7 separate regions of the Mus musculus genome follow, and all the other regions are linked to region 5. Evidence: chromatin contacts called from public Hi-C, HiCAR-type, HiChIP or PLAC-seq and promoter capture Hi-C data. All regions are on one chromosome and are shown on one strand. Each heading gives the region's core, a stretch centred on a gene start, on an enhancer-like site or on the middle of the called end of the contact. The rest is flanking DNA. Distances are from core to core; before and after follow the strand shown.

The links. Promoter capture Hi-C pulls out the DNA fragments that hold promoters and counts their contacts. Hi-C and Micro-C count contacts between places; a contact is called where the count stands out from the background. HiCAR-type assays count read pairs that join an accessible place to other places. HiChIP or PLAC-seq counts read pairs in DNA pulled down with a chosen protein or histone mark.
Region 1: a contact with region 5 is called in a HiCAR-type map of fibro-adipogenic progenitors, with 7 times the contacts expected there. The contact joins the enhancer-like site here to the promoter of Cdh11 in region 5. A contact is called at or near these places in 4 of 39 promoter capture datasets (the 3T3-L1 cell line, frontonasal cranial neural crest, hippocampal neurons and 1 more), 8 of 484 Hi-C or Micro-C datasets (3T3-L1-derived adipocytes, cranial neural crest, nephron progenitors and 1 more), 12 of 115 datasets of contacts at active chromatin or transcription factors (SST interneurons, VIP interneurons, craniofacial prominence and 9 more) and 2 of 9 other capture datasets (adipose tissue and embryonic stem cells).
Region 2: an H3K4me3 HiChIP or PLAC-seq map of embryonic limb bud shows a contact between it and region 5, with 6 times the contacts expected there. The contact joins the enhancer-like site here to the promoter of Cdh11 in region 5. A contact is called at or near these places in 4 of 39 promoter capture datasets (the 3T3-L1 cell line, hippocampal neurons, liver and 1 more) and 6 of 115 datasets of contacts at active chromatin or transcription factors (embryonic forebrain, embryonic limb bud, embryonic stem cells and 3 more).
Region 3: a promoter capture Hi-C map of hippocampal neurons shows a contact between it and region 5, with 3 times the contacts expected there. The contact joins the enhancer-like site here to the promoter of Cdh11 in region 5. A contact is called at or near these places in 3 of 39 promoter capture datasets (embryonic stem cells, hippocampal neurons and liver), 1 of 484 Hi-C or Micro-C datasets (cerebral cortex) and 2 of 115 datasets of contacts at active chromatin or transcription factors (embryonic stem cells and neural progenitor cells).
Region 4: a contact with region 5 is called in an H3K4me3 HiChIP or PLAC-seq map of craniofacial prominence, with 6 times the contacts expected there. The contact joins the enhancer-like site here to the promoter of Cdh11 in region 5. A contact is called at or near these places in 1 of 39 promoter capture datasets (hippocampal neurons), 1 of 484 Hi-C or Micro-C datasets (muscle stem cells) and 8 of 115 datasets of contacts at active chromatin or transcription factors (SST interneurons, craniofacial prominence, embryonic forebrain and 5 more).
Region 6: a contact with region 5 is called in a Hi-C map of embryonic fibroblasts, with 4 times the contacts expected there. The contact joins the enhancer-like site here to the promoter of Cdh11 in region 5. A contact is called at or near these places in 8 of 39 promoter capture datasets (the 3T3-L1 cell line, embryonic stem cells, hippocampal neurons and 3 more), 6 of 484 Hi-C or Micro-C datasets (cerebral cortex, cortical neurons, embryonic fibroblasts and 3 more) and 10 of 115 datasets of contacts at active chromatin or transcription factors (the NIH/3T3 cell line, SST interneurons, craniofacial prominence and 7 more).
Region 7: a promoter capture Hi-C map of hippocampal neurons shows a contact between it and region 5, with 7 times the contacts expected there. The contact joins the enhancer-like site here to the promoter of Cdh11 in region 5. A contact is called at or near these places in 8 of 39 promoter capture datasets (the 3T3-L1 cell line, 3T3-L1-derived adipocytes, hippocampal neurons and 3 more), 2 of 484 Hi-C or Micro-C datasets (both in uterus), 8 of 115 datasets of contacts at active chromatin or transcription factors (the NIH/3T3 cell line, craniofacial prominence, embryonic forebrain and 5 more) and 1 of 9 other capture datasets (embryonic stem cells).

What each region holds. Positions count from the first base shown.
Region 1 is chr8:103,491,167-103,495,227 of GRCm38.p6, forward strand. No RefSeq gene overlaps it. Among named protein-coding and RNA genes, the nearest start is that of Gm32642, 78 kb to the right of the region's middle. Within about 2 kb of position 2,210, at least 31 of the 459 cell types and tissues checked have an H3K27ac peak or open chromatin away from gene starts, as enhancers often do. A contact at or near this core is called in 3T3-L1-derived adipocytes, VIP interneurons, adipose tissue and 1 more, where this site is marked.
Region 2 is chr8:103,692,722-103,696,702 of GRCm38.p6, forward strand. No RefSeq gene overlaps it. Among named protein-coding and RNA genes, the nearest start is that of Gm39235, 28 kb to the right of the region's middle. Within about 2 kb of position 1,775, at least 10 of the 459 cell types and tissues checked have an H3K27ac peak or open chromatin away from gene starts, as enhancers often do. A contact at or near this core is called in embryonic limb bud and second pharyngeal arch cranial neural crest, where this site is marked.
Region 3 is chr8:101,800,642-101,804,349 of GRCm38.p6, forward strand. No RefSeq gene overlaps it. Among named protein-coding and RNA genes, the nearest start is that of Gm46070, 19 kb to the left of the region's middle. Within about 2 kb of position 2,405, at least 6 of the 459 cell types and tissues checked have an H3K27ac peak or open chromatin away from gene starts, as enhancers often do. A contact at or near this core is called in hippocampal neurons, where this site is marked.
Region 4 is chr8:103,621,298-103,625,258 of GRCm38.p6, forward strand. The region is part of intron 1 of 4933400L20Rik (RIKEN cDNA 4933400L20 gene); the gene reads left to right. Among named protein-coding and RNA genes, the nearest start is that of 4933400L20Rik, 19 kb to the left of the region's middle. Within about 2 kb of position 2,679, at least 34 of the 459 cell types and tissues checked have an H3K27ac peak or open chromatin away from gene starts, as enhancers often do. A contact at or near this core is called in craniofacial prominence and muscle stem cells, where this site is marked.
Region 5 is chr8:102,782,674-102,786,631 of GRCm38.p6, forward strand. It overlaps Cdh11 (cadherin 11), which reads right to left and starts at 2,438. Exons shown (of 13, transcript NM_009866.5): 1 at 2,223-2,438.
Region 6 is chr8:103,740,024-103,744,157 of GRCm38.p6, forward strand. No RefSeq gene overlaps it. Among named protein-coding and RNA genes, the nearest start is that of Gm39235, 19 kb to the left of the region's middle. Within about 2 kb of position 1,573, at least 20 of the 459 cell types and tissues checked have an H3K27ac peak or open chromatin away from gene starts, as enhancers often do. A contact at or near this core is called in the NIH/3T3 cell line, SST interneurons, cerebral cortex and 3 more, where this site is marked.
Region 7 is chr8:103,550,040-103,553,954 of GRCm38.p6, forward strand. No RefSeq gene overlaps it. Among named protein-coding and RNA genes, the nearest start is that of Gm32642, 20 kb to the right of the region's middle. Within about 2 kb of position 2,187, at least 7 of the 459 cell types and tissues checked have an H3K27ac peak or open chromatin away from gene starts, as enhancers often do. A contact at or near this core is called in hippocampal neurons, where this site is marked.

The DNA of each region.
Region 1 (4,061 bases), core at 960-3,459, 710 kb after region 5:
AATGAGAAAGAGACAATGCCACATCTGGGTACTTGAGAGCCAATGGGATGCTGGGTATAAAGGTTTGCCCAGTTCCTGCAATGAAAGAGCCTGCTTCTGCCACTTGCCCGACTCTCAGATTTTGTGCTGTCCAGTTGACTCTGCATCTTCTTACCCCCACCCCTCCAAGGGTCTTGATCTGGGTCGCAAGCAACACAATGTCTAGATGCTTCCTAAAATCTGGTTCATACTCAGTGAAAGGCAGAAGAAGAAACCTGCAGTTTGAGATTTTTAATTCTTCGGGCAGCTAAAGGCATTGGGAGGTTAAAGATACAAACCAAAGATAACGGTCAGGCCTGGTTTGAATAATATAGAAGAGCCCCCAGGACCTGGACTCCTGACTGTGAAAGTACAGAGAGGAACCTCTCTGGAGTGTGAAAGATTGATTGTTGGTCTCTTGGGGCTATCAGGTAGATTAAGAGGGAACCCTGCATATGGAAGTTAGCATGCAGAAAGTTACAGAGCTACTCCTTCTGCTGCAATGAGCCTTAACACACCATGGGGAAAGCGGGCAGGTGACAGAAAGCCTGGGCAGAAACATAACAAAAACCTTTCAGGGTCAGAGATGGTTTCTACACTGGGTCAACACTGAAATCCTACTCACACCAGTAACGAAGCCTTCCTATCCAGACCATCTGGGCACTGCCTTATACCAGAGCCACTCCTGAGTCAGGCAACTGAAAAAACAAAAAACAAAACAAAAAATAATAAACAAAACAAAACAAAACACCAACCAACCACCAACAATAACAATAAAACCACATCAAAACCATATCTGGTAAATGACCCACATCCTGTTCCTGGAGGTCTTTTGTCAAATTATGATCCTGCATTTACTTTTGCTGTTACACATCTAAGTACTTTCATTTTCAATCCTGTTTATTTGTTTTAAAAAGTGTGTGTGTGTGTGTATATGTGTATGGAGGCGTTCAATCTTAAAACACAATTCCTATATAATTCTAATCGTCCCTCCTCCCTTGCCTCCCACTACAGGACTGAACCTGCCCATCTGGGTCCTGAGAGTCGCATGAATTAGAGAAAACCGAGTGAAAACAAGAAGTATTTATTTCCCCTAATAACCTTAGTGGGATGGATTTCCCAAGGTCATTTAAAAGGGAAGGAGATATAGATGGTTCACATGTTTCTGTAAGATAGCTCAAGTTCTCAGAGTCTTTAGTAAGCACATAAACATCCTGTATAAGCTGACTGTAAACCATCAGTTCTGGAAGGCTCACCATATGCCATAGCTGAGCCTCTGCTAAACTTGGATCCCCTCATTCCATCTAACAGACATTCCAGGACCAGGCTTATACGGAACATGGCTTCAGAAATGCTAGTAGGGCAGAAAGTACTACCTACTCTAGGACAAATCCATGCTTGTCATGTAACATAGCTTTATGGATAAAAATGTAAATCTTAATCATATCGAATTGGTACTAGTTTTTCTTTCTTACCTTTATTTTCTATAATTTCTTAAAGTACTATTTTAATATCACCCTTTAAATTTATGAGTCAGTGCTGTGAAAATTCCTCCCAAGCCCCTAACCTTGTCTCTTAAAAGTATAAACTTTGACATTTTCCATTTAGGACTTTCAAGACACTTCATTAAGTGTGTTTTGCTTTTAAAGCATGGTTTCAGTGTTTGCCAGCTCTGGTTGTTGCTGGGAAGCAGGTGACAGTGCCCCCATGCATTGATGATACTGTACAGTGTTTGCCACATGATGGGCACCCCATAAATAGTGGTTAAAATTAGCCTCTTGCTTTGGGATTGGCAAGCACAGGCAGGAGCCCCGTGTCAGTTGCTTCCAGAGCTGATGACTTCCAGAAGTTGCTGCTCCATGCAGATTCAGAAAATTTATACCTTCCTGGCTCCTTGGAGCCTCTGAAAGCAAACAACCGTGCAAAAGATATGTATATCTCCCCTTTAAGGGATCTTAAGGTTCGTTCCCAAGGAGTCCCTTTGCCTGCCAGAGGCCAAAGTGCATTCCTCAGAGTAATGCCAAGAGAAATAACTCTGCTCAAGAGAGCAACATTTGCACAGGAAGGAGAAGCAAGAAGGTCTCCACATCCCACAGGCAAGAGCTATCTGTTCCGTCGGCCGGTTCCCTCTATCCAGTTCCAGCCAAGCTTGGAAAGCTCCTCATGGGTTTCCATCATGGTCAAATTACTCATTTACAAAAAGTGCTGCTGCAGATGGGTAAGTCCCTACAAAACTGTGCCAGGGACTCTTTAGGGCAGATCCTGCTACTTGGCATGAAGAAGCCCTGATTACTGCAGCATTGAGGGGTGTCGGGCTTGCCAGAGGCCTGCTTTTAATGAACTTTACCATCCAAAGTTGGCCCAGAGAATACGAGTCAGATTTTGCCAATCAATTGGAATTGATTATGTCTCAAAATGTGGGCCTTAGCTTGCAGGAAACATAGACAAAACACACCCAACTTTTGAGGGTTGGTTTGATTTTTTTTTTTTTTTCAGAGAAAAAGGAGCTCCTTCCAGTCTGAGAGAATGACGGAACATGTTCCCAGAACATTGTGTGGACATAGTTTTCTTAAGGGAACTTGGGTGGGTAAAGAAAGCTTCGGAGCCTTAGAGCTCAGATAATCCCTGGTGTATTTTTCATATATTTATTCTTATTCATCTACCTACCTATCAGAGCTTAACAATTCCCACTGTGAGTTTCTTAGCACCCAGTGGTAGAAACTCTGACTGGCACGTGGTTGGATTCCAGGCACTCCAATAAATAAATAAATAACCCCTACTGATAGTTGATAGTAATTCAAGTTTGAGGCTATGGGATGTCAAAGATGAGACAGCCTCTGTCCAAGGAAGGGAACCAAGCTTCTGACAGATGAAAGCTCTTCCTGGAAGGGTAGAAAAGGGAGGCTTAAGACTAGGCTGGGTTCCGAAGGATAAAGTTGTATTCTCTCAGGAGGAAAGGGAAGGGAGTAACATTCTTGACCTTCCCCATTAACCCTTGGATACATCCACTTCTTTAACGGGATATCAAATGCCTCCTTTGACTTCATTGCTTGAAAGGAAATCTTCTCAGACTTGGCTCTGGGTGGGCACCTGGCCCTGATCATGATACCCATGTCATAGCCTACACATCCCTTGGTATCGTCAATGACCCTTGCCTGTATGATCTTACCAAGGGAACAGAGCACAGTACTGAAAGCCTATTTCCACAGTCTTGGTCTTTAGATAGCAATAACACTATCTCAAGTGCACAGCAAGTGCTTACCAAGTGCTCTCTGAATGCAGCGAGCAAGAATGGATAGAGTGACAAAGGGGTGTCCCTGGAAGAAATTGGTATTGGGGTACACAAGAATGGCATCCACTAAGAACCCTATTATGGATGATGGCCACTGTGGCTCTCACATGCACCATGGGAGGTGGCAGCAGAAGGAAGTTGGTCCCTGGAGAGAAAAGGCCTGGAAATCAAGGGAGTTCAGCCCACAGATCTAAGCTTCTTGCCCCTCAGTTTCCATGACTTTCCAATGTGCCACTTTGGGAATGATAGCAACATCAATGTTTCTGGGCTCAGTGGACCTCATGCAGGGCTGTGTGTGTGGTGTGTGGTGTGTGGTGTGTAGGGGGTGGGGCTTGGTTAATGGCCAACCACAGATCTGAAAGCTCTCTTCTGATGTCCATATCTGAGATGTCAGGCAGCAGCTACCATGGGGCTTAGAGATCACAGCACAGCTGTCCTAAGCTAGGGATGGTTATGGGCCTGGCAGGGAGAGCTGAGTGGAGCCAGCTGCTCCAAACAAAGGACGGAACAAATCAGACAGAGAGCAGTCACAGCAATGGACAAGAGGAAGCAGGAATGTGGGAGAGTAGAAGATAGGAAGGGAAAGAAACATAGACAGGGTTAGAGAAGGAGAAACTGAAAGACAAACAGAATCACAAGAGGTAAATCAAAAATGAATAAGGTGGACCTGGGATGAGAGAGAAGAGAGACAAAGGGAGAAAGAGAAGGTACCCAGAACCAGGAAATCATTTAGAAAAGCTAGTATGTGACC
Region 2 (3,981 bases), core at 525-3,024, 910 kb after region 5:
TTTCAAGTCAGCATCTCTTGCTGAACCTGGAGCACTGATTCCCTTAGACTGGCTGGTCTGAATGTCCCAGGAATCCTCCTGTCGCTTCCTCTGCAGCACCTGGATCACAGGCATACGCTGCGGTGCCCAGCTGTGTTGATTTTACATGGATTCTGGGGACTAGAACGCGGGTCTTGCATGGCAAGCACTTTACTGACTGAAGAAGCACCTCCCTAAAAAAGAGAGATTGTAACCAACATGGCTGCGTTCTCTGGAAGCACTGGCCATGTGAAGCCTTGTGTGGAGGCAGGGAGAAATGGCGGCTGAGGTGAGGTGAATTCACTGGCCGAGTGTCATGCCCTCAGCCACATGCCGACGTCTCAGATGCTCTATAAAAACTGTGCTTCACCAACCCTGGCTTAGGCTCGCTTGGTACACTGAGGGGACAGCCGTGATTCTTCTACAGTTGAATTCACAGAACTCTCTTCCTCTCTGCCATCACAATATTAGAGAAAATGAGTACCCAAGTCCCCAGGACTCGCAGTCCCCAAATGAAATATGTATCCCATCTCTGACTTGAGCCGGGTGAAAACTTCTTCAAAGCTGACCATGCACTGTACCTCATGACTTGAGCCTTCTGTTGATAAACACAAACAGTATGTTGAATACACAGAGATGCATACACTTAAAAATGTTAATTCTCATGGGAAAGCTAAAATAAATAAATAAATAACCAACATTAGCCTGGCCTGGTTGGCTTTCCACATATGGTAATTCTCCAGCAGCCAAGTGCATGGTGTTAGTGTGTCCAAGACATTGTCTCACGCAAGGCTGACATCTATAGAGGAGGCCAGATGGGCTTCTCCCATAGTGAAGGATGAATATTTACTTGATCGGCTTCCTAGGGATGTCAGCTCTAGGGCGACTAGAACGGCTTCTTCAGTCCAGCCAGAACCAGAAGAAACCTAGGAGCCGACACAAGCAGCAGAGCGGTTTCCTGAAAATGGGTGCACTTGTCCGTGTCCATTCCCTCCTTAGCACACCCAGTGCATCCTGAACACAGCACAGAAGCCAAGCAGGATTGGGTCTGGTCAGTACCTGGATGGGAACATAGACAAACTCACACTAGGTATAACCTGCATGTATGTATTAAATATTCAACGACTTTGAATCTTTTCTCTTCGACAGACTAGCCCCCAGCTTATGTCCATGGATGTCTGTGGTCTGTATTGCTCTTCCCGATCTGCTGCTCAGTCCAACTCTTGGTGCACAGTGTGTGCTCAGTAACGTTTTCTTGGCCAATTCAACCCATCAAACAAGTGAAGAAGGAGGGAGCTATCTGTTGTGTAGGTAGTTTTTTTAGTTATATCCCCCCGCCATTATGGTCAAAGATGGTCATTCTTAATTTTGTGAAGTCGGCAGGGTATTTGAAGAGTGGATGAATCTTGAGTTAAAGTCTGTATTAACTGGTACAGCAGAATCATCTGGGGGCTCTGGGAGGCACCGTGTCCGATTCCCCACTGCAGCTGCTCTATGGTGAGACTCAGGCTTTATTAGTCTTTAAAGGATTTGCAGGTGATTCCTACAGTGGCCAGGATCATGGTCCTATAGCAATGATTCTGTGTGTGCCCCCCCCCACTCCCCAGAACAGCCTCAGCATCATCTGGGTGCATGCCAGACATGTCTCTGCACATGTACCAGAGGCAAAACACAGGGGTTGTGTGGACGCTACACAGCTCTGCAGGTGAGTCTGTGAGCAAGCCAGTAATGAAAGCCATATGCTGTTCCCTGTGCGACTGCAGCCCAGCATGGGAAAGATGAGGCAGGATCCCCTCCTTCAGCTCAGAGCTTGGGATACAGAATGGAGCCTGCAGGAGCTGAAGCAGCCCCAGGGTATGTGTCGCTGCTTCCTGTTCTAAAAATTGCTACATCTGTACATGCAACTGCTAATAAAAATGTCTGCGCCGTGGGCTTGAGGGCTTTATTAATCACTGCCTCGGTGCTCCAGATCACCCCTTGGCAGAAGGAGCGCATGCTCACCAAGGGCAGGCTAGCAATCTGGCTCAACAGTTTTCCTGCATCCCTACTCTAGGCCAATGGGGATGTCCCTCCCTGTCTCAGGCCCACACAGACTCTATTTGAACTTCCCCAGAGCCAGCCTATTGAAGGGACCTGACCTGAAGGTCTGACCTTCTTGGCCTCAAGGACATCTTGGGGACACCAGGAGAAAGGGGAAAATTCCTTTAGAAATGCCAAAGTGAAAAGCAGAGGCAACAAAAGGAGAAGACCATAGGATCCCAACAGACATAGGGTGAGCAGGAAGCAGGGGCACAGAGCTTCAGTGTCAGGCAGACCTGGAGTAAAACGAATTAGACAACCTTAAACATGCCCCGTGTTTGAGGTTCAGGTTGTATATCTACACAGCTTCTACACAGCTAATGGGAGTTACCATGGACTATCAGAAAGTAGTTGGTAGTCTATCAGAATATTAGACATTGTGTGTTGGTTATCCTAGGATGCTGGGGTAAGGATGGGGGGAAGGGAGGAAAGGAATGAGAAGGAGAAGAGAAGTAAGAGAAGAGAAGAGAAGAGAAGAGAAGAGAAGAGAAGAGAAGAGAAGAGAAGAGAAGAGAAGAGAAAGACCACACACACGCACACACACACACACACACACACACACACTTTGTTATAAAGAAGAAAAGGCACAGTTCTCTGTCTCTTGAGACACCCAGTGTGGTGCTCTGAAAACCCCAATGTGGCTGGCCAGTCTTATGGGACACTGATATTTGAAGACTATAGTCAAATGATAGAGGCTTTTGACTGGCAAAAGGATAAAGAAAGGAGAGAGAGACAGACAGGGGATAAAATGATGGCATGACAATGGCAGTTAGAATGACAGTTTACATTTATGCAGGATGCCCATGCAGCATGAGCATGCACAAAACTTCCTGAGGTCATTCTTCCTCAAAGATGCTGAGTGAGGAGGTTTCCAGACAGTAGTAAAACAAAAGTCAAGACCTGACCAAGAATGGCAGAGCTGGACTCTCTCACAGGACTGTATGGGAATTGTTCCTCCATGTCCCCTCTTCACTCTCTCACTAAAGACAAGCCTTCTGTGCTCCTGTCTTCTGAGGAGATGCTGGCAGGAACACCCACCTGCTGGTCCTAAGACACATGGTCGATCGACAGAAGGTGAAGCTTGATGGTGGCTGTAGTGAAAAGACAGTTAAGGATGGTGATGAGGATGTGTTGTGGGGTGCTCCTATTCACCTTCAAAGCCACAACCCTTGGTCTTTAACCACACAGACATTCACATAGCTGCCATCTCTCTCTGCTCCTGCACCCACCTCCCTCAGTGTGCTTTCTCTCCTTAATCCATTTCCAACCTGCTCTGGCGTGGGGCCCTAAATGTATGCACAACACCAACTAGAGCTATCCCTCAAGTTCATCCCATGGCTGTCACCAAGGGATACTGAGTCCACTGAGCTTTCAGCACACGAACTGATTCCTTGCAGTTTCTGGCCAAGCAGCCAATCTTTACCTGTACTTTCTAGAAGGAACTGAGCATGGCAAAACGGTCAGCCGTAATCATTCATGTCAGCCTCGTGCAGAATCTGCTATTTCCAGAGAAGGATTTGGCTCCTCTCTTGTGTTCCCTGAAGGTGATCCCTTTGTGCTGTGATTTCAGCCTCTAGTGTCTGAGCCTGCACTATAGAATAAAGGAAGGGAGTAGGGTCAACTCCATGGTTCAATCTTCCATCTACAGGCTCTCAATAGCTAGACCCATTCTGAAAGCCACAGTTCCACACGAAGCCCTCTCCAGTAAGGACAGCTTCTTCTAGGTTCCAGTAACCTTTGCTAGTTTCACTTTCTGAAGCCTCTCCAGAGCAGTAGCTCCAGTTTGTTTGTTTGTTTGTTCGTTCATTTGTGCTTGGTTTCAAACTGTCCACCATCCCTCAGTTTTCCTTTCGCCAACCCATCATCCAGCTGTCATACATAGTT
Region 3 (3,708 bases), core at 1,155-3,654, 980 kb before region 5:
TCAATCTCAATTTCATCTTAAGGGGGCGGAAACATTAAATATACCCATGACAGAACTGCTGTGTTTATTACCTCTTTGGGGATAGATTTAGCACTGTTCCCTGTTGGTTATAAATATTCATTATACATGATTAGTATTGACTTCCTCAAACTGTCATTTGATGACTATTGGATAATCATTCTTTTACAATTGGTCCCATGATAAGGGATAGATCATCTATAAACATATTGACAGAGATCTAATAGTCTCTTTCAGAGACAAAAGCAAGTAGAGTTTTCAAATACTTTCATGAAACCGAAGTTCATATTTTCTAATTAAACTTAGGAGAATGCCTAATAGGTAAGATGATTGATGAGTAAAAGAGTTAAAAATATTAGATATTTGGGGGCTGGCAAGATTGTTCACAAGTTAGGAGAACTAGCCATTCCTACAGAGGATCTGGGTTTGATTCTCAGCAGGCACTCAGTGATCCATAGCCACCTGGAACTCCTCTTCAGAAGATCAGATGCCCTCTACTGCCTCCACGGGGCCTAGGCACACACCTGGCTAAACAACCTAATGCTGTAATATACAAAATATTCATGCACTAAAAATAAATAAAGATAAATATATATTTAACTAGACATTTAAGTGATGGGTCAGAAAGGATAATATGAGGGCATAGATAAAGACTATAGTTTCTTCTACAATTTTCATTACATGTCATGCAAATTATGATTTAGCACACACCCATGGTACAAGGAAATATACCCATGCACCATTACCTTCCTGTTTCTCTGTAACTGGTTCTTATACACTTTAAATTTTAAAAATTATTTTAACTTTGTTAAGTGTATGTGTGTGTGTTTGTGTGTGTGTGTGTGTGAGAGAGAGAGAGAGAGAGAGAGAGAGAGAGAGAGAGAGAGAGAAGAGAGAGAGAGAGAGAGAGGTGATCTGGTGGCCATGGAGGCCAGAAGAGACAGTCAGAACCTCTTGAGACTGGAGTTACAGGCAGCGGTGAGCTACTAGACAGCTGTTAGAAACTGAACTTCATTCTGTTGATGAGAAGCAACAAGCACCAGTTGCTCTGAACTGCGGAGCCATGGGTCTACCCCCTGATCTGCTGTTAAAATCCTGTACTGTAATCGTAACTCTCCTCTTCTTTGGCTCACATAGCAAGACAGACATTTGTAACTGAGGGTATCGTTGTGAATTCAATAGCTTGCTTTGGAAATCTAGCCATAGAAAGTAATGTCACACATAAACAACAGTTTATCGTTCTATATTCATCTGAGTGCTTTCTTGAGCTTTCTGCATTTTAGTAGCCACAAAGTAGCATGTTGAGAATTGTCCCCTAAACAGGGAAATGAGCAATTCTAAACCAGGAAAGGAGTTTTTCCTCTAGCTGAGCATTCTAGAAGAATCAGGACTATAGCATAACACCCCCATGTCACACCCCTGCCGATGAAATCGGGTGCTTTAAAATATAAAGATTCTGTTCTTCCTTGGGAAAAAACAATGTTTAAATTTTCCAGCTGACATGTTATAGTGTTTTATTTCATGTCGCGTTGTTTCAGCCATGGCAAATGATGGGAAGCTTCAATGCTAACATGGTACAAAACCTGCCGCTCCTACTGAGTTATCTCACTGAGACATATCAGCTTGAAAACATATGTGGGCTGCAGTCACCATTCTGAAGAGCGGAAATAATGTTCATGGGTCCCAGAGATAACAATGTTCATAATTCATTTCTGATGGACAGACAAGCTATCACCGCATAATAGTAACACTACGTTCTCATTTTAATAAAATTAAGACAATAGAGAGATTTGTTTTACATCAATAGATAGATAAAAGTGAAATAGTCATGTATAACCTGGAAATCATAAGCAATCAGTTCTGGCAATAAGATAAAAGAGCTGTGAAATTTAACTTATAACTTAGATACTAGATTTGAATAATCACAATATATATGACATAAGATATATGATATTATATTCTTGGTCTCCCAAAAATAAAGCTAACTTCATATCATTAAATTGCTTACAAGCTTGTTTCTCATTTAGGGGGAAGGTATTTCCTGGAGATATGTTTCCTTGCGTGCTTTGAATTAAGAATTAGAAAATAAAAACATATTTTTATAAATACTACACTATTTTACATCTTCATTACCTCTGACTTCAAGTTTTATAGTGATTGTAAAAAACTGCTTTCTCTGAAACTTAGTTCCTTCTAACACTTTCAAACATTACAGCCAAGTTTTTATTATCTTTAAGGATAGCTCCAATCATTCACTTCTCTACTCAGAAACTTCAACTGGAATAATTTCCACTTTCAAATGCCATCTGAGTAGCCAAGATGTGCTAGCTCAGCCTCTCCAAATTTCCCAATGAAATAATTAGAAACCCAAAAAAATTTCCAAACTCTTTTCCCAGGCAGTCAGAGAGCTGTGTGAGGATTGTGAAAGCAGAGCAGATACCAACACAGCTTATCTCATAAGGAACCCTCGGCAGCCTGTGATGGAGGTAGTTTCAGAAAACTAGAGATTCTAGTGAAACATTACTACCAAAGCACTTTAAATTGGGTGGGGGTAAGCAGTCACTAAATATAGGACACAATTCATGGCAGGCTTACAGGGACAGCCATTAAAAAAAGAACAGTTCTGGTTAGAAAAAAAAATCGCTGAAATACTCCTATGTAAAATTTAGCCTGTTTATAAATATCATGGATGCTTATTTTAGAAGCAAGGATAAATCTGAAGGGGATGTGCAAATGGGAAGAAAAACAGTAATGAGCATAAAGTTATTACTCTTGAAAGGATTTTCCAACAACTGGAAGTAGATTGAGGAATTACCAACATGCATTTGCTCTGCAAGTCACAGAAGACCACCACTCAGAAATATAATCAGTTCTTTGATCTCTTAACTGGCATATCTCTCCCTGGTTCGGAAACGATGCATTAATCATCCAGCTATCTTTTCTTGATCACAGCATATGTATCCTTGAGACAAGCATTAGACCTGTTCCTTCTTATCCACAATCAGGATTCATTTACAACCTCTGCTTTCAGGCAAGAACATGGAGAAAACAGTTGGAAAGGAAAGAACTGCTATAGGAATTGCCCATAAGCTGGCTGGCTGGCAAGAAGCCTAACAGTAGGCAAGTGTGCATAGACTATTGTTAGATATGCTATCTTTTAGCTGGGGTAAAGGCCTGAATTTTGGGGATATGCTATCTCTCTTCTGTCTAGCAGATCTATAATAAACAAAAGAGGACTGTCCTGGAGAAGAGTGTCCATTTATAACAGCCAACTCCCAGAAAATCTAAGCAAATTCCAAACTGGCTGGCTGGCAAACTCCAATTCAAAGGCCTCTAGTTTGGGTGCCAAAAAGTGAAATAAAACTCAAAATATTATCGACTGTGCTGACTAATTTTATGTCAGTTAGATGCGGGCTAGAATCATCACAGAGGAGGGAACCCAAATTATGAAAAGGCCTCCAGGAGATTGGCCTCCAGGCAAGTCTGTTAAGCATTTGTGTGTGTGTGTGTTTGTGTGTGTGTGTGTGTGTGTGTGTGTGTGTGAGAGAGAGAGAGAGAGAGAGAGAGAGAGAGAGAGAGAGAGAGAGAGAGAGGAGAGAAGAGAGAGAGAGAGAGAGAGGAGAGAAGAGAGAGAGAGAGAGAGAGAGAGAGAGAGAGAGAGAGAGGAAGGAAGAGGGAGAGAGAAGAAGA
Region 4 (3,961 bases), core at 1,429-3,928, 840 kb after region 5:
GTGACACAATGACCATGGCAACTCTTATAAAGGAAAACATTTAATTGAGGGTGGCTTATACAATCAGAGATTTAGTCCATTGTTGTCATGACAGGGAACATGGGAGTGTGCAGGCAGACATGGTACTGGAAAGGTAGCTGAGAATTCTATCTCCGAATTGGCAGGCAGCAGGAAGATAAAGGGATACTGGCTTGAGCTTCTAAAACTTCAAGCCCACCCCCAGTTACACACTTCCTGCAACAAGGCCACATCTACTCTAACAAGGCCACACCATCTGTTGGTGCTACTCTCTATTGACCTATGGGAGCCATTTTTATTCAAACCACTACAGGGTTTATTTGGCTTACAAGTCACAGCCCATCATCAAGGGAAGCCCGGGCAGGAATTCCAAGCAGGAACCTGGAGACAGGATCTTAAGCAGAGACCATGAGGGGGTACTGCTAATTGGCTGGTTTTTCATGGATCAACCAGTTTTCTTTTTAATACAACCTAGGACCAACTAACTAGTGGTGGCACCACCCAGTGGCCTGGGTCCTTCTACATGAATCATTAATCAAGAAAATACTCCCATTGACTGATGGAAGGATTTTCTCAATTGAATTTCCCTCTTCCCAGATAACCCTACCTTGCATCAAATTGACAAAAACTAAACCTATACAGTTCTCACCTTTGTTTTGAAGACAGGATCTCTAACGGGACCTACAGGTCGCTCGCTGATTTCTATAGACTGACTGGACAGGGCTTCCCAGGAATCTACGGTCTCTGCTGCCTCAGTGTTGGAATTATAGGCATGCCCGGGGTTTGTTACACTGGTTCTTGGGGATCGAACTCGGCTTCTTATGCTTGTGTTGCAAGCACTTTTCAGACAACACTTCCACAAAATGTACTGTCTGCCAGCAAAGGCAGAACACCTGGAAGCTCGGTGTGTTTATTCCATTGAACATGAGGTAGGATTGTTATATACACATATCCAAGGAGACAGGGTTTGTTGTACACACCTGGATTAAGGGGACAGGTTTAACTAATTTTAGGAGGAGCAGTCTCTGTCAAGGAACAGTCTTCAGGCCATAAATACTCAGGAGGAGAAAGCAATGGTAGACATTTTCTGCACACACTGTTGACACTCAAACCCTGTCTCCAGAGCAAGGTTCCGCCATGTCTCTGAGCCTAAGGCTCTGTATTCCTTGACATAACTGTTCCCATGTCAAACTATACACACCCACTCAGAGCATTACTTAACTCTGGCTTCCTGTGGTCCCCACACTAAGCCATCTTCCCCAAGCCATATCCTGAGTACTCAATTCATTTTTGCTAGAGTTGAACATATTTTGTTAACTCTGAATGGTAAGAGTAGCCAATCTTGGAATTACTAAAATATATTATATCCCATTTGACCTTCATACTTTTATACATATTATACTCTTTGCCTGGGGTTTATTTCTTCTTTTTTGAGCAGTTTGCTAATTCTTCCTGTAGAGAGAATATCTTGTGTATTGTATGGATGCATCACCTGTCAATTGAAAAGCCAATGGCCTATGGCTTAAGCGGGAAATGGGAGGTGGAACACCCAGGAGGCAGGAAGGGTTCTGGGATAGAGCCAGTCTTTGGATAATCCTCCCAGGAGATGTGAGCATGGTACCTGAGCATAGGTAACCACCCATGTGTCAAAAGGTAGGGGAAAATAATTGGTATATTTTAGTTATGATCTAGTCAGATCATAACTAATTGTATGGCTAAGGTATTATAGATATATTTTATAGATATATATAAGGTATTATAGATAAACTTTGAGTTTTAGTTTTATTTTGGGGAGCATGGGGCTGAGAAGAAGAATCAAGCTTCTTCCATCTTCCCAACTTCTACATCTTCCCAAGACTGAGCTGTCCCTACATTTATAAGTGTAACTGATCATGCCGACCCTATTCCTACCTCACAAAACAGGCAGCACTAGGCATCCATCCATCCATCCATCCATCCATCCATCCATCCATCCATCCTTGTCACTAGTCAACAGCTGCTTAATAACATCAAGGCCTTTCTGGGATCCTTGACAAAGCTGCCTGGGCTCTGAAGGTGTGGCTGCTAGCCCTCCAGGTTAGCCTTGTCTGTTGCTTGAATGTCCCAGCAAGGGCATAGATCCTTCATTCTTTTAGCCACAGAGTACACAGTAGGTACTCAACAAATATTTGCTATGGATAGGGTACTTACATACACCCAACCTCAAGTTAATAGAGCAGTGCTTTGTACAGATCTTTCCTTTTAGGTCTGGGATTCCCTTCTGATCTGGGTTAGAAAGATCGGACAACCTCCTGTCACTCCTCCTTTGTGAGCACGACCTATGGCCTCTGCATCCCCAGGGCGTGGGGTAAGGAATTTAACCCAACAACTCAGCAATGAATTGAGGAAAGAGATGGCATGTTTTAAGGTTTTCATTCTACTAAGTTTCTTTTGTTGTGATTATTTTTCTACTTTTCTCTTCCTCTTCTTCTTGTTTTAATTCTTAACTTCCTTCCAAACAGGAGACATCAAAAGGAACAGTAAATAGGAAGCACAGAGCTTTTTTTTAACTACTGAGACTCTCTGCCCTTGCAGGAGCATTCAAGCAACAGACAAGGCTAACCTGGAGGGCCAGCGGCCCCACCTTCAGAGCCCAGGCAGCTCTGCCAAGGATCCCAGAAAGGCCTGTAGGCAGGGTTGCCATGGTGACAGAGCTGTCACAAGTCCAGGGTCTTGCTGGGTAAGCACAAATGGATAGCTTGCTGGATCCCTCTTTTCATTTGAAAATTACCACTAATTTGCAATTAGTTGGGGGAAAATTAGAGATAGAGGAAAGGGAATTGCTCCTTTCAGCAAACAACCGCAACCATGGAAAATTGACTTTTCTCCTGAGTCATGATGGAGAGGAAGGAACAGCTGCTACTGAAGAGAGCACAGGCTTCAGGCTTGGGAGGCACTGGGTCCTGGTCTTCTCTGGTGTCCTGACTAGGTGACCTTGGGAAAGCCTCTAGAGCTCCCTGGCTTTGCTTTTCTCTGCCTGTGAACCACATGTAAAAACATTTACCTGCATGACTGATGGGAACGTTCACAAATATAAGAGAAGCAGAGTGTTTAAGTACCCAAGTTCATGGTAACTGTTACCACCATACACGAGGCTTACATTCATTCTCTTGTCTGCCCTCTGTACTTTACCATCTCCTTTGCTTAACTAATTAATTCACTCCCATTAATATTTATTTATCTCCTCTCTGTTTAAGTATCTTCTAGAAACTACAACCTGTCACTCACAGGCTTACGAGCAGCTCTCTGTGAGACCTAACAATATATGCCTACAGCCTCATAGGATCCTCTAACTCGATATCTTCTATAGGGCTATCCCCATCAGTACCTTCTCTGCAACCTGCCAACTGGCCTCTTGCTCCTTATTTGAGAAGGTAAGGCTCCCAAAGCCTAAAATACAGAGCAATATCAAAGGTGGGGGGGACTGCAGAAACAACACAACCCAAGCTCAGCTAAATCCAGAAGCCTCTGGGCTCTCTTAGTAATCTACTTCAGAGGTTTCATTCCCAGGATCCTCTGGTAGGATGGGCACCTAGGGGCTGCTTGTAGAGAATGCACTGAAAGAACAAGCACTGCTACCCTTAGTTTTCCCAGGAAACCATCCATTCTGACAGAAGAGTTCTTTACTCCTTGTCTTAGAGTTCACCCATCCTTCCTCCCTCAAGGATTCACTTGCAGTGTATGTTAAGATTGAGTCCCATACATGCTTGCTCTTCCTGTGTTCCCATTTCACCCCAAATCAAAGGGGAGAGCCAAGAATAAATAAAGAGGACATAGGTAACATAAAATTTCAGTCCAGTCTCTTCTTCCCTCATCTACTAGGCTTTGTAGCATCCAAGTCCTGCCTCTCGTTATCCATTTTGACCTCAAACACGTTACTGCTTGGTGCTTCAGTTTATTTATT
Region 5 (3,958 bases), core at 1,188-3,687:
AAGATTCTCTCTCATTCTCTCTCTCTCTCTCTCTCTCTCTCTCTCTCTCTCTCTCCATATGACATCCCAATCAGGACATATAGAACTAATAATTATAAGAGTGTCAGTAACCATTGCTTGCTACTAAAGATACAAGTATAGACTCCAAGGACTTCAATATGTTTGTTGGGGTGCAATGCCTTGTCTCAGAAGGCAAGATGCAAACCCCAGTTCCACCCAGCAAAGTTTCCTGGCCTTTAGATGCCTCTGTCTGGTCTCTTCTGAGTGCTGATCACATTCCTTTGTACTAGGCAGGATAGATGTTTTGCACAGAGGGTTCGAATACGAGGGCCTAACTGGCCAACCCTAAAACTTAAGAGTCAGAGATTGTTTAAGGAACTTAATGTGCCTGTGGCTTCAGGGTCCCTCTAGTACTGGCCACAGCTATGTCCCTTTGTTTTGTAACTTTTATTCCTTTGTTCTGATAGAAGACCAAGCTGCCTGCAGCTGGGGTTGAGCATCCCTTTCTAGGTTCTGGGGCTCTGTCTCCTTGCTTATGAGAGAAAACAATTCCAACATTATTGAAATGAAGGCCAGTCCCTTCTCTTTTTTCTCTGCTACCCTTAAAGGCGCTCGCACTCAGTTCAGCCTCGTTAATATGCTGATGAGAGGGATCCTCGGTCCTGAGAACACATCTGTAGACCGGTCCCCAGAAATTCCAGACACCCCGCAAACCCCTGGACGTCTGCTACGAGCCCTAGAGATAAGGAAATTGATCTATCCTCTCGCCAGATTAATTATCACTGCTTTCTGTGATTAAACCCAAAACTTACTGCTTCCTAGTCCACAGATAAGACCGATCAGGAGAAAATAGGAAAGGATTCGGGAGCCATCGTTAAAGATTTCTTGAAGAAAAAAAAAAAATGAAGGGGAGACTTTTAGACAAATCTCTACCCTCCTGCAGTGCCAGGCTTTCATTAACAAACCCACTCCCAGCCCTCAGGGACGACCCTCCGTCATGCAGAAACGGCACCGTTAAATAATTAGAAGATGCAATTTCTTCATAGCAGTGCGATAGCCCGTGAAATTCCTGCTGCATTATTAACAAAAAGCAACAGGGCTTCTTCGAACATCTAGCGAACCTTTCACCCGCTGAAGGCAGGAGTGCGGAGCCCGGGTGAAATCCGGGCCTTGGCAAGAGAGAGAATAGGAAGCCTCCTGGGTCCCACTTTCTCCGGGGACCAGGAGCGAAAAGACCCTGCCAAGGCTAGGCTGGGTTGCGAGGGGAATTGGATGCTCCCGCAGCCTCCAGCTTCCCGCTGCTCCTTGCTCTCAGCACATCCCGGCTGGGAGGCCAAGCACAGGGAGGGAGGCCGATTGTGAGGAAACAGTGGAGGCTTGGAGCGCTCCGAGAGGAGGCGCAGGCTTTCCGGGAAGGTTTGATTCTCAAAGTTAACATTGACCCTAGAAAGCTTCCTCCAGTCCAAGCCCGAGTCTAGTCTGAGTCTGAGCCGCTCACAGAGCATTCCCTGCATCACTGGGAGGTTAGGATAGGTGACTGAAGTCCCCGAAAAGGCGGGGGCTGGAGGGGCTAGCTCACACCGCAACCCCCAGCCTCTGAGCCGCAGTCCACAGCCCCCGACCCACACTATCAAAGTGCGGCCAATCCAATCGCCGCTCCCTCCCGGCCGCCGGCTATCTTCTGGGCTTCGACCGCACTCTCTACACAGGCACCGGGTCTAGGGGAGCTCTTTAGGAAGGCGCGGGAGGATCCCCTCTAGGAACCCCGCAGAGAGCGATCTTGTCTGGGGAACAGGCGCAGCGCGGGCGGGCACCGCACAGGGGTCGACTTTCCCTAGAGACATCACGGGAGCAGTCTGCGTGTCCAGAGCTCCGCTCTGCAGTTCCTTGCCCCAACCCAAAGCAATCCCCCTGTGCTGAAGCCTTGGTGCAACAGCCCCTCACCCCGGGGGGGGGGCAACAATCAAAGAACCGGGGAGCGCACATCTGGCGCCTCAAACCCCTGCTCTGCCTGCGTCCACAGCAGGCTGCCTCCCTTTTCTCTGATTTTTAACCTCACCCCCCCCCCAAAAAAAAGCCCTTCTGCTTTGCTTTACTGATCTCCATCAGCCAGCAACCTCCCCCTTCCGCAACAGTCTCTTTCAGAAGCAATTCTTTCCCCTTTCTGCCTACTCCGAGAAGCCCCATCTAGATAGGGTCTAGAGCCGAGCAGAGCGCCTCACCTGGGGCCGTTGCGGGTGGACACGACCTCCTGGCCGGCTGTCCCTGGCACGGGGCGAGCGCAGCGGTGTCAGCCCGGGCCCCGGTCCGAGTCCCATTCACAAGTCGGCGGCGGCTGCGAGCGGCCCCCGCGGCATCTGCTCCTCGGCCCGCGACGCTCCCCTCAGCTGGCGGCGGCCGCGGAATGAGCCGCGGAGCGCGCTAGTGGCAGGAATGAGAAACCGGGGGGAGGTGGCGGGCAGGCGGGCGGGTGAGGGGGGAGGAGGAGGGAGGCCGACGCTGGGAGGGAAAGGGGGGCGGAGAGGAACCGAGGCTGCTAGACGCCGAGAATTGGGCCTGGAGGAGGCGATGGATGCCTACCCTGTCGGCGCTCCTCCCCCCCTGGGGCCCCGAGAGATGCCAAACCCAGGAATAGGTGGCCTGGCCGCCCCTCCTGCCCTGGGTCGCAGCGCTCCGTCTCCTGTGGGGGCTCAGACACAGTCTGGAGCGACTGAAGTTGGGCTCCGGGGATACACAGCCAATCAGGAAGGACGACGGAGGGAAGCTGGAGAGGGCTTGAGAGCCCCCATTTTCCTCTTTTCCTGAAATCCGCTCCAGCTGGACAAGCTAGGGCCTCAACCGGCCCGCCGGAGGATGGATTGGATGGAAGGCATTGCCCAAGTAGGGGAGGCAATCCGGAATTAGGGAGCGCATTCTAGGCTTTATCAGTTAGCACTCTGAAAATATCTCCACGTTGACCACTCCTGCCCAGTGCCCTCTCCCACGAACCTTCAGCATCCCGGTATCTATCCTTTGAGAAATCCGCTTGCGGGGAAATCGGTGAAGACACTAGACAGGGGCATTCGGACTTGAGAAGAATAGAGTTTTTCCTCAATGTTGTTCTACCCTACATGCAAAGCCTTCTTTAGGGTCAGCCCCACCAGGACAGAGTCTCTAGCTTCTGTTCCAGCCAATTACAAGCAACACCCCCATCCGGCAGTTTCACTTGTTGCCTCCCAGAATGGACACCACAGAGCCCCTCAAGGCCCCAAAGAGAATGCCATTCGACCAGAGGATGGGCCTACGTGAAGAATACCCGCACCCTGACTCAGCCCCCTGTTTATATCTTTCTCACGAGAACCCAGCAAAGGATACCCCAACCTGATTCCTGTCCACTTTACAGTGTCTGGGCAGAAGAACTGGATCTTCAAAAAAAAAAAAAAAAAGCGCCAGGGACTGGGCGGGGCGGGGCGCTCTTCCTACCTAGAGCAGCGTGGGGACCCGCACCGTGACTGGGAACTAAGGATCCATGCTTCAGTGGGGACCTTGGATTAGGACAAGTTTCCAGTCTGGAAGATGTTAGAAAGAGCAGAAGTAGAGTTTCCAATGGGCGAAGGATAAAAAGGGATTTTTTGAGGAAAGTCGCGGTGGCTTGGGAGTGGCGACCTCAGGAAAAGAACAATAAAATGACAAGGGACAAAAGCTGGACTATGCAGCAGAAGCAGGAAGACCTAAAGGGGGAGTTTAACAGGAATCAGAAGTTAAAAAAAGAAAAGAGGCCACCAATGGAAGAGAGCGCCAGGACCCAAAGCGCATGGGAAGGGCACTTGAGAACCCAGGGAGAACAAATGGTGGCTGAATCCCACCACCAAAGCACTTAGCCACCAGTCCTGGGGACCCGGAACTCTCACAGATCAACGGTCCCCGTCGGGCTCCTGGAAATGAGATCAGGAACCAAGGCGCAGACAAGACCGCTGGA
Region 6 (4,134 bases), core at 323-2,822, 960 kb after region 5:
AAAAACCCACAAACTTGTAGCCTCCAAAAGCTTGTGTCTTTGGACCTCTCTGCCTACATGAATTCAGTCCCAAGTGAATCTCGGTCGTTTTAGTGAAGTCAGAATGAAGACTGAGCAATGTTGAGACAAGATGCCAATGCTCAGGGCAGGAACAGAACAGAACTGAGATTAGTGTGGTCCCCTGGTAATGACCCTGCACAATTCCCATTTCACTTCCAGGAGAGAGCAAAGACCAATGCAGTTAAGTACTGACTCCCCTGTGGCTTCCTGAACTTCAAAACTCACATTCCTAGATTGGTACCGGTCATACTCATACTATCCAAGGTGCTGCAGTGGGGCAGGTGGCCAGAGCACGTCCACAATGATCTTTAGACTGTCATGGCCATGAGCAGTGGTCTCATGAGCCACGGACCAGAGCCCAGAACTCTAGACTAACCAACAAAGCAAGTAGCTATTAGAGTGTCATTGCTTTCCTTTGCTACAATAAAACCAACATGTGACCCAAAGCATGCTGAGGAAGAAAAAGTCTACCTCAACTTTATAGGTCTATCATTGAGGAAAGTCAAGGTCAGAAGTTAGGAAGGAATCATGGGAGAAATCAGGCTTGTTCTCTCAAGCTTGCTCAGCTCTTTTTTTAATACAGCCTAGGCCCACTCTAGGACTGTGCCACTCACAGTTAGCTGGACTTTTCACATCAATTGGATACCAAAAACATGGACTACAGATCCATCTAATGGAAGCAACTCTTCTCGGGTGGGTCATGATGATAACCAAGGTGAGTCACCAAGCAGAGATCCTGCTGGGGAGGTCCTGCCGGAGGATTCCAGGGTTCCAAGCTACTCAGAGCCCCAGGATTTTTCTAAGATACCCACCACCAGCTCACTGTGTTCCCTTGGGGTCTGCTCACTTCAGCCCAGGGAAACCTCACTGACACCCAGCACGGATTCTCTCAGTCTACCCTAGGCGTGAGCTCCTTCTGTTTCCTATAGGGCCCATGTTTATGAAAATAAAAATCCACAACGCAAACAGATGTCTACAAGTGGAGTGGGTATCTGCAGAGGGAACATAGGTTAGTATTTCAGAATCTTCCCATCACCCTCCCACAAAATCACAGGACCTCAGCAGCTAGCAACAATTCATCTAGTGTTCCGGAGAAATGGGAACTTTTTAGGATAAAGGTCCTAATTTTTCTTTTCCTTTAGATTCTAAAGGTCTGTATGAGTTTTCTCTTTCTTAAACATTTTTTTTTATCCCCAGAGATCCAAGAAGTCAAAATGGAGCCTGAACCAGACAAAGTCTCTGATTAAAAGGTACCCCCCAGAGGAGGAGGAGAAAAGAAGCTTTTTAAGAAAATAAAAATAGAAAAAGCAATACCAAAGGCATGGGCTTTTTTGCCACTAAGAATAGCAGCAGCCAGCTCCCTGCACTCTGAGCCCATCTTCTGAGGCTCATTGTGGAGGGAGCTAGAATCCATTTTCTGTTTCAATTGACGTTAATTTCATCCCAGCATATTTCAGGCCTCTCATCACAAGATGATTCATTGCTGCGTGTAAGCGAGTACAATCAGCTCAAATATTTGTAGTCTTCATGCAATTGCTGTAAGAAAACAGGGGACTGCGTGCCACACATCGCTCCCTGCTCCCCTCCCTCCCAGCCGGGCCCAACTCAGGACTGAGGTGTTGAGCTTCAGAGACACACAGGGCTGCTGCTTCTCCTCCGCTGGATAAGACTCACACAGAGCATCCATCCGGAGAGACCACCAGCTGCTGCCAAGAGACTACTTCCACAAAGAGGGCGATGCTCTTGAGAGTCTGGCCAGCAATGCTTGCAAGGAAATAAATGTTGGCAGACCTTGTCCTCCCACCTCCCATCTTCCAGCCCCTGTATCAAAAACAAACAAACAAACAAACAAACCTCTCAGCACATTCATTTTCCCAGTGGTTATCTTAGCATCCAAGACCTGCATGGAAGCAGGTACTCTTAGCTTCACAGCAATTGTGGAAACCAGCGTAAGCTCCAGCGTCAGTGACAGATCTGCCTCAGAAGAATAAGGTAGAGTGTGATAGAGTCAGACACTTGACATTCTCCTTTGGTCTCTACTTATGTGTGCATATAAGCACATGGCATGAAAACACATCCATCATCATCATCATCATCAAAAGGAGGTCTAGAGTGTTTTTTCCATCAACACAATTGTGTGCACTGATCCAGAAAGTTTAAACTCCTTGCCCACAGAAAAAAAACCTCATCTGACTCTAAAAATGACCATCACACAAAGGATAGGTCAGTCCAAGGAGGAAAGGGTACACATGATTCTCTCACATCAGTGGTGGTGTGTTCTGTATATCCACATGTACAAAGTGCTCGGACAGAGACAAGAGGGCAGAGTTTGAAATGGAGGCTGCTGTTATTTACACAGAGAGATGGCTTTAGAGAACACACCTGTAATTACAGACACTCTTACAGCCTAGCAGCAGGAAATAGGAGAAACCCCAGAGCTACGGCCCAACCGCTTCCAGGGAATGTGTTAACTGCAGCTCTGACCTTGCCCTTTCCTGGATTTTCTGTCATACTTTTTACAGCCAAGGAATGGCAGGGAGTTTCTTCCCCTCGAAGACCAAGGAAATCTGCTTTTGAAACTAATAAAGAGCTATTTCCTCCAAGCAGCAGGAAGAAAATGTAAAAGAGAGGAATTATCTCAATTACACGTGAGACACTGGAAATGCACAAGACAAACCTCCATTGGCTCTAAACGTTATTTCTCCTCAAGAAAGTGAAATATGATAACTTTCCCTTCCCTAGACCAAAGGCATCTGATATGGATGTTCCACGTTCACATCAATATACCCCGCAGGATATTTGAAAGTTCTGATTTCATCTTTAATTTCCCCCGCAACAAGGTGAGTGTCTGATGATACTATTGCAAGAAGAGAAGGTTCAGTTCTAAAGCCAAGAGTTGTAACCCCATACATATTTACTCGCCTTTCCATGAGTTCTGGAAAGGGGAAATGGTTAAAACCACGCTCAGCCTCTTGGCATTTAACACCACTGGTCTTTCTATTAAGCACTTCCAAAGATAAAGCCCCAAGATGTAAAGACTTAGAACAATACTGTTTAACACAGACTACACTAACTGTCTCCTCTCATGCATCTTTTGGCTGCACCCACAGCTACTACTGCCCTGCATTGTTTTTTTTAGAAACACTGATCATGACTTGAAGAAGCAGTCAAATTTCAAAGCTTTGAAGAGACTAGCGAACTACTGGAAAATTCTTCTTATAAACTGGGTTTGTCTACTATTGACCTTGATCAAATTGGACTATTGATCCAATTTATACCCCTAAGTCCAAAGTAACATTCCAAAAGTTAAATCTGGCCATATGCCTAACAGATGGTTCATGTACTCAAAAGGCAGCTAAGTTAAGAGCAGATGTGATGGACAATCTCATGCTTATATCTAACATCCCACCTCAAAGACATATTGAGATGTCACCCTGCTTTTCCATATTTGGACTTTCTCCATAGTTCCTGCTAACTCAAAGGATAGATGCAACCCCAAAGTTGTTGTCTGTGAAGTTAACATCCAACCACTGAAGGGTGTCCCTGGCTTCACCCTTCAGTGTGACAATTCTGGCCTGTGTTCTGTACAATTCATTAAAAGACCTTCAGCAGGACTCAGATCTGATACTTAGCGATTCCAAAGCACATTCTGCCTTTCCTGTCCTTCCTTCCTGCCTTGGATGACTTCTCTGTGCCCCATCTGTTGCCTAGAATCATCATCCAAACAAACCGCATGCATCCTGGTTATCCCATGAGCTCTGCTTTCAAAGAAACTAACATTAGACATCACCTTATTTCCCTTCCCAATGTCCCTCAAAATCTCTTTGTTTTCAGGTAAACCTGGCACTCCTTTAGTTATTAACCAAGGCTCTTAAGAACTCATTTCTTTTTCTTTCTTATTTGAAAATAGTTATACATAGAATGTATTCTAATCACGGTTTCTTCTTCCCCAACTCCTCCCAGATCCTTCCCAACACTCCCACTTACCCTAATCCAAACCCCTTCTATTTCTCTCTCATTAAAAAAGAAAAGGGCATCTAAAAAGAAACAACAAGCAAGAATAGGACAAAACAA
Region 7 (3,915 bases), core at 937-3,436, 770 kb after region 5:
AGTCATCGATTAAACTCTGGACTGGACCCTGATCTTCTGGTTCCAAACTTAAAAGACTCCATTTTGATGACATCAGGGTGGATGATGACAGCATTCTGCCTAATTCCCAAGGAAGTCTTTGGGGCAATATCAGCGTATCATCTTCAAAGGAAAGGAGTCTAGTGAGAAAATCTCTCTCTCTCTCTCTCTCTCTCTCTCTCTCTCTCTCTCTCTCTCTCTCTCTCTCTCTCCCTCTCTCTCTCTCTCTCTCTCTTCCCACCCTCAGCCAGGAAATTTCCATGTGATCAGACCAAGGATGGGTTCCCAATTTGCATTTAGCAAGACAAATAAGATATTCCTTTTCCTAAATATTAAACGTTGATGAAGCAGGGAAATCATTCATTCAGAGCACCATGCATTAGCAACCAGAGGCAGAAAAAGTCCATAGAGAATGTCCTTTGGAGGCAGCCTTCCAATCTGTAGAACTTTCCTCCAACTCAGGGACCAATGGCAAGTTAGATGGATGCCCCAACGGACATCTTCAGTGGGCTGGTGAATGAGGTGACTTTCCAGAAGCACAAGCCCAGGAGGTTCCACTCCTGCCTCTGTGATTGCAGCCTGCTCTGAGCCAGCTGGGAGACCTGAGATTCAGCAACATCTGGCTGTGCAGCCGTGCACGGTGGGCAACAAGTAACCAGTCTTGCTCACATGCACAGTCATGATGAGTGGGGAAAACAAATCCCTGTTGCTGCCGGCTTCTTAGGAAAGGGAGAAGTCCCTCCTGCCTCCCCCCACAGAGTCACAGCAATGTCTGGAAGAATGAGAAATCAGAGCTGCAGAAAAGGAAACGTGTAATGTCAGCAGGGAAGCCGTATAGGGATCCATCGGTGGGAAGCGCATCACCCTGAGCCCATCCTCCTGGATGAATTCACTAAATCTTCAAGGATGTCCGACAGCCCTGTTTGTTGTGCCCCATGAAACCATGCCCATCTTTTTATCACAGTTCTCTCTACCTGTTTCCCTCCATCCACCTGAGTGTACCTTCCATACCTCCCCCATCCCCAAATCCCCAGCACACTATCAGTGATATACGCTTACTGTTCCAGTGTTGGACTGTGAACGGGGCATTTGCAGACATCTGCCTACCGAATGTTAGTTAGCCTTAAGCTTTACATGAATGAAGGAGCTCATGTAAGGTCACAAAATTGGAGAGGCGTAGAAAAGGAAGGGAATTCAGGTCTTCTAAACGTGCAAGAATCCCCTCTTATTTTAGAGGCCAGGCTTTGGCATCTAATTGAATGTCAGCTGCGGCATTTGCTAACCATATGAGTTGGAGGATTTTTCTCTGTGGTTTTTGTATCCTTCTTGTTCTACAAATGGACAAAGTTCATCAGCATTTCTGAGTGGTTGCTAGGATGCAAGGTGGTAGTGATCCTGGAGGTGGAAGAAGGAGACATCTATATAAAGGATCCAGACTATAGGTCAGGTTTGGCTGATAAAAGGACTGTTATAAGCACAAAGTTCTGGTGTTTATAGGCACATGCATCTGACTCTGAATCCTTGCCTGTGTTGTATGATTTTTCTGTGGAAGACGTGAAGAAGCCTCTGGTGATCCCCCATGTAAACTCTGATGCCAGATCAAAGAAGCAGTGCCAGCCAAATAAGACCTACTGAGCGACTAAGCTTACTGTGGTTGCCTACAAGGGGTCACGCAAAGGCAGCTGGATCATCAAAATGCCCACCACAGGGCGGATGACGACTCATGAAAGCTGTGTCCACTTGAGTTTCCCGTAGCTTGCAGGTTTGCAGGCCCCTTCATGAAAGGTTCTCTTCTCTCTCAGGCATCACGTATTACGCATGCAACTCTGGGAAAACCCCTTGTGAATCTTCTAAGATTCGAAAACGTCCGGAATCTCCCGAGCTCCTGTCTTCCTGCCAAGAGAGAATGTTTCCATTTGCAGGAGGTGGCTGCACAAGAAAAGAGCCTTTCTGTTGTTGAAAACTCTCTCTGCTTCTTGCTCTGTGTAATCTCCATGACACACATTCCCTTTTTATCTACAAAGAGCAGACATGAAGTCAGATTTCAAGTCTTCCAGCAGGCGGTGTGGTGTCCAAAGAGATTCACGGACTCTTGGTGTATCCCGTGGACTCAGGGAGAAAAAGGCACAGCACCTCTGGGAAACCTGGCCCTGAGCAGGTGTGTGGCACAAATGGTATGAAAGTGAAAGTAAATGGATAGTTGGCATATGGCTGTATTTTTATGGAGACAGGTGGCTGGGCTGTTGGGTCTCCATTTACCAAACCTTTTAAGGGGAAGTTCTGGAACGGAGGCCAGAGCCTAATTGGGATTTCATTGGATGCATCCAGTCTCTTTTGGCTGTCTCCCTCTGCTGACATAGTCACAGAAGCCAAGTTCCCAGGTCCTGTAAGCTTAAGCAAAGACAGGTCAATGGCTGTCTTCTCAATTATTCAACTATAGTTGTCCAGGAATGGTCATTTTCCTTCTTGAAAGTAAGTTTTCCATAGATTCTCCATACTTGCCAGTTTATCTGGAAAGCTTCAAGTTTACCTATAGTCCCTTCCCAATTGGACAGGAGTTCTGACAGAAGCCAGAGTTGTGGGGTCCCCTGGAATGACCTTGGATAAGGGATGACACTTAGAAGGATACCTTTGAAGAGAGATGACACTTCTGGGTTAGGTATAAAAGCATAATTTCTTCAGTTTCATGGTCCCTGGCACTCTGAACATGAGAGGCAGGCTTCTTGACTGAAAGTACTCAAGTCCAGAAGAAGTCGTGATGATTAAGGGAAACTTCTTAGCAGCGTAACAGAGGGCCAGTTACATGGAAAGATAGGGGTTTACCAAGTCACACATGCACACACAATTGGGTACAAAAAATAATCCAATACTCTGAAAAATGGTAGGAACAGAGGGGGGGCATGTTGTTGGGCAGAACCCCATAGGTGCTCTAGTAGACATTATGAGTTGGAGGAGGCAAGGCTATGTTAGTCAGGTCCCTGTATTTCACTGTCAAGCTTGAACTGCTGTTTTGTTTTGCCCTTGTTCATGAAACGGGCTCTTGCTACAGCATACAGGCCTGCCTCAAACTAGCAACCTCTACGTGTACTTCGTGGGTACTTGGATAACAGGTAGATGCCACTCCACACCTGTTCTTGGGTTTTGTTCAAAATTAATAACTACCTAAATATATTGGAGGCCAATCATGACATGACTGGCCTCTGCCAGCCTGACAAGACCTTTGGTTTATCGTCAGGGCAAGAAGTCCAGAGAAAGCAATAGAGGGACCAGCATTGCTATGGAGTACAAGTCTTCCCCATGCAAATGTGCCCTGTGCTGTTAATGCCTTATTATCCTTATGTAGATAAATGTTCCCTGATCAAATGATCTAAAATATCTCACCTTACAGCCTATCACACAGTTTCACACTATTTCTCTCTACTCAAGGGAACTCTATCTCTCATGCTCTTTCCTAAAGAATGTATTCCAGCCGTGCATTCATCAGCCTCCTTGACTAGTCCTTTAGTTCCTTTAAGTCTGTTCATGGACCTCCATCCTGTAGGTCAAAGTATGTACCCCGCCCACCTGTATCTTGTTCCTGACTTGACATCTCCAAGTCATTTCCATTGCTCATCTTCTCTCTTACAAATTCTAGGCTCATGTCATGTGGTATCCCAGTTGATTAGCCGGCTTATTCTCCTAGTCAGTAGCAATACTGTGTACCAGCTGCATACCCTATCCCTCTGCACTAAAATGGCTAATTTATACTAACAGTGTTGATGAACAGTTATCAGTCCACTGTTAAATGTTACCAGCTAGAGGACAATAAGACAACCTCATGGTCCCTTGCTTTATTTACAGGACCTACTGCATAAATATCTGCTTTATTTTTTTTATGAGACAGGGTCTTACTATGTG